Regions from separate parts of the Muntiacus reevesi genome. Here region 1 is linked to region 2. Evidence: chromatin contacts called from public Hi-C data. All regions are on one chromosome and are shown on one strand. The core of a region is the stretch at or near the end of the contact, and the rest is flanking DNA. Distances in the headings are between cores, read along the strand shown.

Region 1 (6,271 bases), core at 2,821-5,320, 310 kb before region 2:
CCTTGTGGATGCTCTCACTGGTCCTCCTGTCTGGGAGGAGAGTTTGGTGTGATGAGGCCAGCTCTACCAGTAAAGTGTGGGAAAAACTGCAAAATGGATACAGCTGCTGCTGTAGGATGGAAAGGCATGTGCCAGGGTGAAGAGGTGTTGCTGGGAGGAAGTTCACAGGACACTTTTTCCTCCTCCAGCCTCGCAGCCTACCTCCAGCCTTGCAGGGAGTAACATTGAAACAGCTGGCAAAGCAGCAGTGTAGTTTTGCAGTGCATCACAAAGGAGAGCACAGATGCTCGAGTCTGGGGCTGAGAAACAGTATTTTTTTTTTTTTTTTAAATGAATTTGACTGCACCAGGTTTTAGTTGAGGCACTCAGGATCTTCGTTGGCAGCATGCAGGATCTTTACTTATGGCATGAGAACTCTTAGTTGTGGCATGTGGGATTTAGTTCTCTGGCCAAAGACTGAACCCGGGCCCCCTACATTGGGAATATGGAGTCTTAGCCACTGGACCACCAGCAAAGTTCAGAAAAGCCATGTCGTAATAACTGATGCACTTGCTTTGTTAGTGAAGTTTCTCCCCTATCTTAATAACTGTTGAACTTGCTTTGTTACTGTCTGTTCTCTCTGCTTCAGTCCTGTCTGTTACAGAACATTTGTTACAGAAACATGTTTCCTCTTCTTGAATTTCCCTGTTCACTTCCACAAGTTAACACCTACTTTTCCACTTTTTTTTTTCCAATTAGCAATAATCGCGCCTCGGATAAACCTCATTGGCTACGATACTGCCACTGCGCAAAGCTACTTTTCAACTCTTAAGGAGGTTGTCACTCTCTCAAGGAAGCCTTCTTTGATTTCCCTGATGAGATCAAATTACTCTAATAGGTTCTGTTAGCTTTTATGTTGCATTGTCACAGTTACAAGTTTACATTTTTTTTTTACAAGTTTACATTTCTTTGTGTAATTTGAGGATTAAGGCCTACTACTCTGTAAGGGGACATCCCCCCACCCCCTCCCCTTGATTTGTTTTTCTTAAACTTGTGTCCCTAACACAATATCTCTAACATATCTGACTCAATAAATATTTTTTTAATGAAGTGAGAAGTACAGTGTAAATATAAATAGCCACAGGGGAAGAGAATGGACACCATGCCTGAATAGGGAATTTTTCTGAATTATCTGCTTCTAGCAGTATCTCTATTCTAGGTGTTTCCAGTAAGTTTTCTCTGCCTCTGACCCTCAGTATCTATCCCCTGATACAACCACTACTTGTGTTGTCATTCTGAGATGCCCTGAGTGTACATTCAAGCAAAATATATTATGTATTCTCATAGACAGAAGTGCTTCATTGTTTTTAATAACGGTTTCACTGTAGGAAAGTACCATAGTTTAGTCAGTTCATCTTTTCTTCAAAGACATTAAGGTTGTTTCCATCTTTTGCTTCTACAAGTTGCTACTGCCATGAATAATTTTGTGCATAACATTTCTGTGCATATGTGAGGTTGTATAAATATGCCCCGAAACTCCATCTTTTACTTTGGTTCAGGGTAAAGAGATGATGCAGAGATGGCAGCAAGGATCTGGTTTTTTTTTTTTTTGCACGAGGAACGCAGCATGGGGTATCTTAGTTCCCCAATCAGTGATTGAACCCTTGCCCCATGCACTGGAAGCACCGCATCTTAACTGCTGGGCTGCTAGGGAGGGCCCAAGAATCTGGCTTAGATGCTCAGGAAGTACCAAAAAAAAGGTGGGTCTAGGACTCATCTAGTCCCAGTGTTCAGCTAGAGTTTGGGGGCCACTTGGAAACTGAATTGCTCCAACCAAGCTTCAAAGACAGTGATGCATTAACTACATTGTCTTAGATTTCTTTGCTGCATTCTTTCATAATATGACAATTGCTTGTTTGCTGTCAACTATACTAGATCATAAACCAGTCTACTGGAAAGTAGTGAACAAGACAGATGAATGACCTTGCTATCCAATGGTTTGGTTTTTTTTGGCCTCTTGCTGTGGGGCAAGTGGGATCTTAGTTCCCCCCATGAGGGGTCCAACCTGCGCCCCTGCATTTGAAGGGCAGAGTCTTACCCGCTGGACCACCAGGGAAGTTCCTCCAAGGCATTGTTCTTATGGAACTATTTTTATTATTTTTATCTTTATAGGGGTGTGTGTGTGTATGCAGTAAATGAAATAACAGAAGTGATTAGCAAAGTAATTAACCTGCAATTTAAAATGCCTGGACTTCCCTGGTGGCTCACAGTAAAGAATCTGCCTGCAATGCAGAAGACCTGGCTTCAATCCCTGGGTCTGGAAGGTCTCCTGAAGAAGGGACCGACTACCCAATCCAGTATTTTTGCCTGGAGAATTTTCATGAACAGAGGAGCCTGGCAGGCTACATTCCATGGGGTCGCAAAGAGTCGGACACGACTGAGCCACTAACACACTTTAAAATATTTATTTATACGTACACATATATAATACATATAAATTGGTGCTTTTGAACTGTGGTGTTGGAGAAGACCCTTGGACTGCAAGGAGATCAAACTAGACAATCCTAAAGGAAATCAGTCCGGAATATTCACTGAAGGACTGACGCTGAAGCTCCAATACTCCAATACTTTGGCCACCTGATGTGACGAACTAACTCATTAGAAAAGACCCTGATGCTGGGAAAGATTGAAGGCAGGAGGAGAAGGGGACGGACGACAGAGGATGAGATGGTTGGATGGCATCACTGACTTGATGGACAAGAGTTTGAGCAAGCTCCGGGAGTTGGTGATGGACAGGGAAGCCTGGCCTGTGCTATAGTCCCCGGGGTTGCAAAGGGTTGGACACGACTAACTGAACTGAACAATACATATTTATGTATATAGACGCTACGTTGGAAGACTCAGTTATTCTTGCCGTAATTTCCCCCCCTACTCTCCTAGCCCCATACTGTGTCTAAGAGCTGACACTTTTACCTCCCAGTTAACCAAACTACTAAATTTGCTTTGAGCACAAGGCGAGTTCGACGCGCCACCGGTAGAGGGCAAGAGTCACCCAGCGTGCCCATTACCTAAGCAACCGATTCAAACAGCATTCTCAGGATGACTTTACAAAAGGGTTACCAAGTTAATTTGTTTATTCTGGGTCAGGTCATTTAGTAATAGTACCAATAACAATAATCATAACGGAGAATACAAAAATAAGGAAGAGAGAGGAGGTAGCAACAGACCTGTAGCAATCATTAATTGAGAGCAACAGTTTGTTCAGGTTAGTGGATGTGCGCGAGAAAAAGAGAAAGAGGGTCTAACCGCGCTCTCACTCCTTAGGATCTGACTATGGTAACAGACCAACCGAGGGGCTCCAGTTACTTGCGGTTTCACATTGAATAAAGTGCTTTGAGCAAGCCTAAGAAGCAATAAGTAGGCGAATATTTTTTTCTAGAATTCATTAAGATAACAAGCGTTTCAAAGTGACAGAGACGCTACTAGGTAACTTCCTGGGCCAAAGCCACACCGAAAACGTTTTCAAAACAGCTTCAGGCCCCTCCTAGCCCGACTTTGAAAGCAGGTGTGGCACGCATGCGCCTGGCCCACCAGCTGACCTCCTCGTGGCAAGTCAAAGCACCGACCTTCTTCCCGACAACCCGCGGGGGAGAAAGGGAGGAGGAACGGAACTCTCGCGAGGTCTTTCGAGCGCCGGCGGAAGCAGTAGACACGTGACTCTCTTAGGCGGCCTTCGCCTTCCCCCCCTCCCCCTTCTCGGAAACCCGGCCCCCTCACCCCTCGCCCACCCGGGAGCCGCGGTAATGGACCGTTTGGGTTCCGGAATTCCCTTGGATCCAACCACTGGTACCCTGTCGGCGAGAGCGACGGAGTTCGTGCTTGGCGGCGAAGGCAGGGGGCGGTCATGGGGGGGTGGAAATCATCTTCCTTCACCTAGGAGGGAGGCGGGGCGGAGAGGAGCGCTGCGGAGTGGGGTGTTGGGGGCGGGGGGGGGGGAGGGAGGAAGTCACGTGGGTCGCGCGGCGCGCGCTGCGTGCGCGCGGCGCCTCATCCGTCGTCCCACCCCCTCCCCGTGGGGCGGGGGGTTGGGGGGAGGGGCGTCAAGATGGCGGCGGGGAGGTAGGCAGAGCCGGACGCCGCTGCTGCCGCCGCCACCGCCGCCTCCGCTCCCGTCGCCTCTGGTTCTTCAAGCTCTCGTCACCTGAGAGAAGCTGTTCCGGTGTCGGATCCGGCGGGGAAAGTAAGTCCACCCCTTATCCCTTTTCTGCCTCCACACTCCTTCTCCCGGACAGCTTCCCACTCGCACCCTCCTCAGGGGGCCGTGCGGGGCCGGGCTGGGGGGGGGGGCCGCCACCTCACCCTGGCTTGGGGCCTCCCTCGCCGCTCCCTCCGCTGCGCGCCCCGGGGTCTTCGGGGGCACAGTCCCGGCGGCGGCGCCGCCGCGCTCGCTTCCTCCGCCGTCAGCGCCGGGCCCTGCGGTCGCCGCGCGTGGGGCTCTCGGGCCCCGAGGGCCCCGCTGTCCCGGGTTGGAGGCACCTCGTTTGAGCGAGGAGTCATCGTCTGCGGACGCCGGCTCCGGCTCTGCTTGGTTCGCCGCCTTTGGTTCCGCGGCTGGACTAGGGGGCTGTGAGGTCCCGGGACCCGCAGGAAAGTGAGCTCCGCAATCCTTCAAAAGTCCTCGTATCCAAGGATTGCTCCGGTTCAGGGCGATTGCGGGGAGCGACGGGACACCGCACCTACAATTTGCTGGTCACCTCGCTGTCGGGGTGGTGGGGACGGTACGTGGGACACGTGGGGCCACCTTCACGCTTCACCCCGTGATGAAGTTAATTTTGCCCCAAGCTCGCTCGTCCGCCTCCTAGACACTAAGCAGGCATCTCTGTGGAGGGTCAAGTCGGTTGGGGATTTGCTTACTTTGAGAGTGTTTGGCGTAACGAGCATCTAAAGTTCCCTAAACCAGTGTATGCTGGTGGTTTCCCAGAAGTGGTTTGAAGTCGGTTTAACCGCTGAGGAGATTTGGATGTTCCTGAACCCTTGTGATTGTTTCTTTCCTGACCCTGGCATCCAGCTCCTCCCCTTTCCACCCCGGCTTTGTGCTTCTGTTTGGTTAATGTTTGCGGACCACTAACTTGATCCTCGCACAGAGAAGCTCTTTTTTATGTGCGTGCTCGGTTTACTGTGGGAGGCTTTTGTTTTGGGGAGTCGCTGGTTGAGAAACGTGGGAAAAGAACGGGAGAGAAAATGAGAGTCAAAGAAAGCAACGTTTTTATCCATTGAATTGCGCAGCCAATTGTAACTGCACCCGGAAGTTTGTACTGAACACGTGTTGATGGGAGAAGGTTAAAAGCTGGGTTCCCTTTGACCTTTGAAAGTTGATTATTAGCAGTTTGTTAAGTTAAATATTTCATATTCTCAATGTAACCAGAATTAGAGACGGAATAGGGTTCTAAAGTGTCGGCCAAGGAGGGCCCAGAAAGCTGTCAAACCCTTAGTTGCTATATCGCCATTCCTCGTAAGAGTTGCAGTTACTTAAACCAGCTAACAGTGCGAAGGGATCCCATATTTTCCCGGTTATTTACGGCGGTCAGAACTGATTTTTGTAAGCAATGGGGAAAGCCTTCATCACTGCACAAAAGATAGTTTGTACAGAATTTCTAGGGTAAAATGTAGAATTTACTGCTAGTAGGATATTAGTTTTGCTATCAAGGGGACATTTTATTTTCATATTGAAAGAAGTTGTTTCCAGTTTTTACCCTACCAGAGAAGACATCTTTACTGTTTTCCTCTGGCTTCTGCTTTTTGTCTCCCAGTCTAACTCTGTTTCCAGTCTAAATTTATTCCTTACAGTTCTTCAGAAATTTAAATAAATTTTACTTCAGTTTCTGGATAGTGTTAAAAAGGGAGGCTTAGTGAGTGACTTATAGTTGATAAATTCATTCATCCGGTCATTCGTCCATTGAATGCTTTTATGTTTCAGACAGTTTTACAGGTTTTAAGGGCGTTACTGAGATTACCATTTTTAAATGTGCAGTATGGAGATTTTTAAAGTCGTCCCCCCCCCCAAGCCGCGAAGACTTTAGGTACAGATAACATTTTGGCCTTTCTTAGTCTCTAAATTGAGCTTTGATTTGAGATTTGCTGACCTGCCTGTGAAGTAAGAAAGCAGGCAGGTCTGAGGACTGGTCTTCACAAGTTGCCTGACTTTTCATGAGGCTCTGGGGTTTTCGAAAATTGGAGTAAAGAAAGATACTTTCTGAGAGGAATTGTTTTCCATTAAATACCCAATTAATAA
Region 2 (7,041 bases), core at 2,927-5,426:
TGCAATATCTAACCCCTGCTCCCAGCGGGAATCGCTCGGCCCGACAATCACAGCCAGGGGCCCTGTGGCCAGTGCCTCCTCCTGTCGGTCCCACCTCACCCCATCTCGCCTGTCGCCTGTCGCCTCGGTGAGCAGCCATCCGGATGGAGGAGCACCTGCAAGAGTCTCGGCCCGCCTGCAATAAAGGCCTGGAGGCCGCCAGCCCCGGGAGGCTGGGTGGGCAGTGAGCTCGGCCTCTCCCAGCGGGCCGCTGCCCCACGGCTCCGAGCTCCCCGCCTGCCTACCCAGCCACCAGCCATGCCAAGGACAACAGCAATAGTCCGGGCCTCTCCCAGCGGCCCTCAGCCATAGATGGTGAGGTGGGCAGCCCACCCTCCCCGTGGACGTCTCTCTTCTATATCCAGGTCGGCTTCCTGCCTCCCTTCAGATTCCTCTTGGCACATTCTCCTCTTAAGGAAGCACCAGTTTTTCAGAAACTAAGAGAGGGAGGACAAAGTCCTTTAAAAATACCAAAAATGTTTACAGCATTGGGTGCTGAGCTGCAGGGCTCAGGCCCGACCAGTCATAACCAAAGGGTGAGGCAGGCCTTGCTGACTGCCACCCCACCCCAGGCCTGTTAGAGTAGAAGCCTTAGTCCCAGCCCCCCACCCCCAGGACTGAGCCTCAGCCCACCACTCCCAGACCCCACCACCTGCCTTCTCTTTGATTTCTAAAGAGGGATTCAGCAGAGACCCCATGCCCCCTTCCCAGCTCGGTCTGAACTGCCTGCCTGCCCGCCTGCCACGTCGCAGTCTTCACGTCTCAACCCGTCTGTCTGTCTTGTCTGTCTGGGCCGCCTGTGAGCGGTGTCCTGACGTACCCCCGCCCGCCCTGCTGTCCCCGCTCCATCGGGCCCGAGTGTGCTCTGTGTACTGTGTGTCACCTGTTACACCGATTAAAGAAGCAGGAAGGCTTCCTTCTGCGTCTCAGTACTGCGCCGGCCACCAGAGCACGGGGGGTGGGGGCGGGTGGGGGTGCGGCCTGCCCTTGGGGGTAAAGGCAGTCCTTCCCAGTACACAATGCCAGCTGTGTTCACAATAATACCAACACACTCCCGTGGGCCTTATCTCTGCTGGGCTTCCTTCTGGCCCCTTCCTGGCTATGAACTCAGTCTGTCCTCACAGTAATCCAGTGATGGAGGGAGTGCTGTCAGCCTCTGCCTCACAGAAGACACAACCTGTGAGCTGGGCCAGGACTCCTCCCAGGCCAGCAGGACTCTCTTATCTGCAGAGATAACAGCAAGGGCAGCAGCTTCCCTCCAGGCCTGAGGAACTCAGCCTAACAGCCGAGGGTTTGGGATTCAGCTGGGGTGGGGTGGGGCTCTGGTCCAGGCGGGCTGACCTGAGGGTGAGGACCACAAGAGTGGCTGGGGTGTGCCCCCTGCCCCCCAAAGCTCCCAGAGTCCTTATTTTTGCCCTGAAGTCGGGTTGCATCATTCCCTCCCCCTCAGCACAAAAAGCAACAACACAGAGGATGGCTCCAGCCAGGGAACATTTAATGGGAAGGTGCGCTCTTTCGGGAGATGGGGGAGCTGACTCGGCCAGTGACCCCGACCTCCACTCCCTGCATTGGAGAGGAGGCTGGGCCAGAGGCTGGTCTGCAGGAGAAAGAACACGTAGCAGGCTCCCTGCTGCCCACCCTAGGCCAGCCTCCAGGTCGTGCCAACACTGTGTGTAGCAGGCCTTGGCCAGGGGGCGGGGGGGTTGCTCAGGGCAGGAGCCCTGCTCGCATCTGGAAGGCCAGGCCGTCCCCTCGGGTGGCTTGCTGGGGAAGAAAGCACACGGGGGGCGGGGGGGGGGGGACAGGTCAGAAGAAGAGCTGGGGGTGGGCCTGGGTAAGGGGGCAACACCCACCTTGTTGATCTCTCTGTGTCGTTCCTTGGTGACGATTTCCTCTAAGACCTCGCCGTCTCCCTTAATGAGCCTGGGGATGGGGGTGGGCAGGCTGAGCCTCTGAGAGGCCAGAGCACCAGAACCAGAAGCACCCGGCAGGGAGTGCCAGGCCTCAGGCCCCACCACCACCTTGAACAGGCTGCCACACCCTGCCGGCCACTCCCACTCCTCCCTCCTGACCTCCCTCCCTTGCCACAGAGATGAGGGCAGAGGGTAGCTCTGCTGTCAGACAGGCCAGCTGGGGCTCTTTGAAGACCCTCCCTCAAGGCCTTTCCAGCCCCTGCAATCGCCTACTCCAGCCAATAGGGAGCAATGGCCTGAGAAGTCTCATCAACAAGGTACATTTCCCCTGGTCCTCAGCCTGTTTAGAGCAGCAGCAGCCCCATCCCTCCTCCTGAGAATGCGGTCTGGGGCCAGCACGCCCCACCTGGTGCGTCCTGTCTCCGGATCCACCACCTTGCGGATGACGCTCTGCCGGGCATCCCACTCCTCCTTGGTCATGGGCTTCATGGCCTGGATGCGGGACTTCTGCTCGTCCGTCAGGACTGGAAGGTAAGATGGCAGGGAGGTGGTGGCGGGGCCTCAGGGAGGGGAGCCTCCCTGCCCTGCACACCGGGTGGGCAGCACAGTACCTGGGCCATCCTCTTCCTCCTTGGCCGCTCTGTGCCACTGGTCCAGCGAGGGTCCGGGCAGAGCCTCGGTTTGCTGCATTTTGGCCTTCTCCTTGCCTCTCTTCTTCAGCTTCTTCTTCCTTTTCTTCTTCTTCTTCCTCTTCTTGTCCTTGTGCTTCCCCCGCTTCTTCCGGCCATCGCTGGAGGAAGAGGAGGAGGACGAAGAGGAAGAGGAGCTAGAAGAACTGGAAGAAGAGGAGGAGGAGCTGGATCGTGGTCTCCTCCGGGCCTTGTGCTTGCTTCTCTCTGTGATGCAGGGAGAAGGTGAGGCTGGAAGGCCAGGAGGGGAAGAAGTAAACTTTCGTCCCCTTGCTCTGGCCTGTAGCAGGCTCAGGCTGACTACTTCCTGGCAGGGCTTCAGCACGCTGTGGAGAGGCACTTTCTCGACTCCGCAGTCACTGTCTGCCCAGAAGCAAGGTGGCCAGCCCCCACATCTTAGACCCAGCTACACCAAAAAATATGAGTAAGTGCTCGCTTCATTCCGTATTCAATGGGTTGGCCCAGCCCCTGGATTCTGAGCGTCTTTCAATCCAGATAGCGAGGATCTACACTCTTGTGTCCCTCTGAATAGTGCACCCTGCGATTTTCCCAAAGTCAGTCTGGAGAAGCCCTCCTGACTGCCTGCAACTTCCTCCCTCATGTCCCCTCATCCCTTTCCCACTCCCTCTGGTCCTCACCCTCCACCCCAGAGGAGGTGGTGCTGGCCTTGCGGCTTTGGGATCTCGAAGCCGAGCAGCTCCTCCGGTCGTCCTTACTGCTCTTCTTCCTTTTCTTTTCCGACCCTCGCCCCCGGGAACGGCTGCGACTCCTAGAGCGCTTGCGGGAGCCGACGTGAGCCATAGCGCCGCGAGCTGCAGACACGAAGGCGCGCTTAAACCCAGGATCGATCTCGGGGCTGGCCCGCAGAATGGGTTCCCAGGGAGGCTGTACTCTGGCCGAGTCGACGAGACTCGGCCTGGTTTTCTGGGGCCTGGCACCCGTCACTATCCGGGGCAGCGTTATTGAGGGACAGTAGGAGCAACCGTACGATCCTCGCCCGCCCCCAATCCTGTTCCCCGCGGACTCCCGGCTCCTCCGCTGCGGCCCCTTTAAGGATCTGCCCCCGCGCGGACGCTTCACGGCTGCGCGCGCAGCTCAGGCGCCGCTAGGAACGGCCGAGCTCCTCAGCTGCCAGGTGCGTTCCTCTCCCCTTCCCACGTGCTCCTACCCTCCACCCCGTGCCCTCCGCGGCCTCGCCGCCTCAAAGAAAGTCCCCGGGGCTGCTCCGCTCCCTCAACTGTCCATCCGACGGGACCGCCAACCCTGCACCACGCCTTCGCGTGAGGAGGCGAGGAAGCAACGGCAGGGTGACTTCCGGCCCGGGGCAGTGCACTAGGAGGCTGTCCGGCCGCGAAGCGAGGCGCTGCTGGCTTTAGTTCTGAAGCCCCAGGTTCCGTCTGTGGGGCAGCCCAAGAAACCGAGTCTGGCGCGCTCACCTCCCAGAGAGGCGAGCCCGGGCTCCAGGCTTCCGCCTCTAGGCGGAGCTCCCGGAGAGACCTGCTCTCCAGCCTGGTGCCAGTCCCAGAGCTCACAGGCCCTTTGCCGCAGCTATGCCCTCTCCCATCTCTGTCCTATTCGGCGGGCCCGCAGCACCCCCAGTCCCTGAGAAGCCCAGGGGAGGCGGCGACTGTGGATTTTCTGCGGACATGACTTCACCTGCAGGCCGTGAGCTCCAGAACCTTGATCTTTCCGATGTCTGCATTCAGTAATACAGAGATCACAAACCCAGACATCCATAAAAGCCAGAAAGATCATAGCAACGTATGTAGGGACCCGTGTAAGACTGTACCACAGGCCTCAAGAGTGGGGGCAGCTGAATCTGGTCTCGCTGGTTTCTGCAATGTGGACGGGGGCCGGATGTTTCCAGATCTTCCCACTTTCCCAGGGGAGCCCAAACTCAAGATTTCAACATGGAAAACCCTCCCAAACATAGCATAGCTGCATGCCTCATCCAGTCTTGCGGCCACTGAGTTGCAAACTCTTTGATAGTAATGACAGCAACAAACCCAGAAGACTGTTGTAAATTGCTTTATAAATGGGAAGTCATTTGATCCTCAAAACAGCTATAGGACATAGGTACTCTCCAGAAAAAAAAAGACTAAGGGAGAGAGAGGCATGTGGCTTACCCACAGTCACAACTGGAAGTGGCTGAATCAGAATTTGAACCCAGGCAGTCTGGCTCCATGTCCCAGCTTTTAATTCCTCTGCAGTAACTCCTCCATACCGTCCAGAAGATGCTATTGGTGACCCACCCAAATCCCCTTAGAAGACAGGTGCACTCGACCTTAGCCATGGTGTCTGCTGCTGACACCCCACACCTGGACTCTGCTCTGGAAGATTCCCTTGGCCACTGGGAGCCACACTGCCCTGGAGGTGGATGTTTAAGAAGTTACTCACCCCCTCCATACCCTGAAACATCCCATAGCCAATAACTGCTGTTGGGGGGCAAACTGTGCTACAGTTCATGCTCCAGAGAGCCCCAGGGGATTGGGCTGAAGCTGGATGCTGTGTCAGACCATCCTGCTCCAGCTCCTTCCTGCCCTGTCCTGCTCCTCCTCCCTGGAGTGCTCCCTCCTTAAACCACTTGCACAGGAATTCCTGTCTCAGGCTCTGGTCTAAAAACCTGACCTAAGCCAGCCTGTCTGCTGAAAGAATGACCCGGAAGCCTGTGTGTCCTCTCAAAGCAAGAAGTGCTGAGGGCTGCAGGGTGTTTATTTCCGTCCTTGCCCGCCACACTGGCCCTGGCCAAGCTCAAGTCAGGGCACACACATCCACCGTGGCGGGCTCCTCACGGGTGAAGCCGTCGCCAAAGCCCTCATCGTCCACCAGGTCGGGCTTGCGGCAGCACATGGGGCAGAGGCGGTTGCGCACGGCTGAGGCCCGGAGCCAGACGACCAGGTTCCAGCGCTCACCAGTGCCCAGGGGCCGGGCCCCGTGCAGCTGGCCCCCCCGGTGCAGGAGGCCCTGGCCCACCACATGCTCCACCTCCAAGGGCTTGGCCAGGGTCGAAGGCACCTGTGGACAGTGGGACTCAGGCCTGGGTACTCGCGGTGGCTCCAGCCCAGCCCCATGGGTTACACACACCAACCTGGAAGAGATCCCCGAAGTAGAGGGCACCCCCTGTGAAGGCCTTGCCCAGGGACACATTGAGGGTGAGTTCGGCGTTATCGTAGTGGCAGCCCAGCTCGCGGTCCTGGCCGGGCGCGTATTTGACCACAAAGGCCCGGTGGCTGTCCAGCCAGCCCCCACCACAGTCTGGGTACAGCAGTGCCATCAGCGGCTGGAGGAAGCGCTCCCGCAGCGGCGTTACCAGCGGTTCATCCAGGCCCAGCTCATGCAGCAACACCTGGGGGTGGGGGAGCCCAGAATTAGCAGGGAAGCGGGTAGGGCCTGTCCCTGGGTCCCTGAGGGAGCCCCTCACTAAGGACAGTGCTGAGCGCTGTGCAGACATCATCAATGTGCTTAACTTCATAACAATACTGCCTGATTTCATCTGACAGATGGGGAGACCAAGGCTTGGAGAAGGTCTGCGCTGGGAACAGGTCTCCCCACACGGACGTCCCTGCCTCCTTGTGCCGGCTGGGTGGAGCCTCACCCACCCCATAGTTGTTCATGGTGTTGGGTCTTCCCTTGGGCATGTCTGACTGCTCGAAGTGCTCCAGCTCCTCCAGCAGGGCCTGGCAGAAGGGCGCTGTGAATACCGGCAACCGGTAAATTCGTTTCTCCTCTGCGGAGGGAGATGGAGGGACGGCTGGTTAGGTGGGAGCTAACCTTTTCACTTCCCCCATCCTCAGTCTCCTCATCTGTAGAATAGGGATGACGTGAGTACTCACCTCTCAGGGCTCTTGTGATGATTAAATGACATAACATGTGCGGCAAGGGTGCCCTATTCTTGGACACCCCCCCCCCCACACACCACCCATCCCTAGATCCTGCCCTGAGGTCTGACCCACAAATTCAGATGTGCATCCTGGCTAGCCACCCTTCCCCCGCCCCCAGCTCCAGGTCCTGGCAGGTTCGGGAGACTTTGCTCTTGCCCCCTCCTTCAGGTCTTGGGATGGGAACTGCTCCCCATTCCCACCCCCACTGCTAACCCTGGGGCAGGTCTCTCAACATCCCTTGCTGAGCCCACACTTGTCTCAACCATCCCCTCATTAACGTCTTCAGTCACCCCAGTTTGAGGATGCTGGCTGGCTTGTGCCTGGTGCATAGCACTGAATTACTGATCACTGTGGTGGATGCGTGTGCAAGTGAGTGAATACAGATGCCCTCCTCCTGACAGTTCCATCCCACCCCTCTTCTCACTCCTGCTGGTTTGACTTTTAGAGGCAGATATGGTGGGTGAAGGGACCCCAGTCTGCCATCTCCAGTCCTGCCAGGTGGCAGGCCAAGACCTCACC

The links. Hi-C and Micro-C count contacts between places; a contact is called where the count stands out from the background.
Region 1: a Hi-C map of blood shows a contact between it and region 2, with 2.8 times the contacts expected there. The contact joins the promoter of SBNO1 here to the promoter of ARL6IP4 in region 2. A contact is called at or near these places in 2 of 3 Hi-C or Micro-C datasets (blood and muscle).

What each region holds. Positions count from the first base shown.
Region 1 is chr13:21,199,478-21,205,748 of mMunRee1.1, reverse strand. SBNO1 (strawberry notch homolog 1) reads left to right here and starts at 4,070. Exons shown (of 32, transcript XM_065905091.1): 1 at 4,070-4,219. It also overlaps the pseudogene LOC136146221.
Region 2 is chr13:20,888,396-20,895,436 of mMunRee1.1, reverse strand. It overlaps ARL6IP4 (ADP ribosylation factor like GTPase 6 interacting protein 4), which reads right to left and starts at 4,176. Exons shown (of 6, transcript XM_065904508.1): 1 at 3,810-4,176; 2 at 3,280-3,453; 3 at 2,564-2,872; 4 at 2,359-2,476; 5 at 1,893-1,962; 6 at 1,518-1,803. The coding sequence starts at 3,442. The coding sequence ends at 1,747. OGFOD2 (2-oxoglutarate and iron dependent oxygenase domain containing 2) reads right to left here. Exons shown (of 7, transcript XM_065904506.1): 4 at 7,041; 5 at 6,241-6,368; 6 at 5,730-5,987; 7 at 4,654-5,656. The coding sequence ends at 5,393. It overlaps LOC136145828 (a long non-coding RNA gene), which reads left to right and starts at 2,888. Exons shown (of 3, transcript XR_010658859.1): 1 at 2,888-3,065. It overlaps PITPNM2 (phosphatidylinositol transfer protein membrane associated 2), which reads left to right. Exons shown (of 27, transcript XM_065903847.1): 27 at 1-938.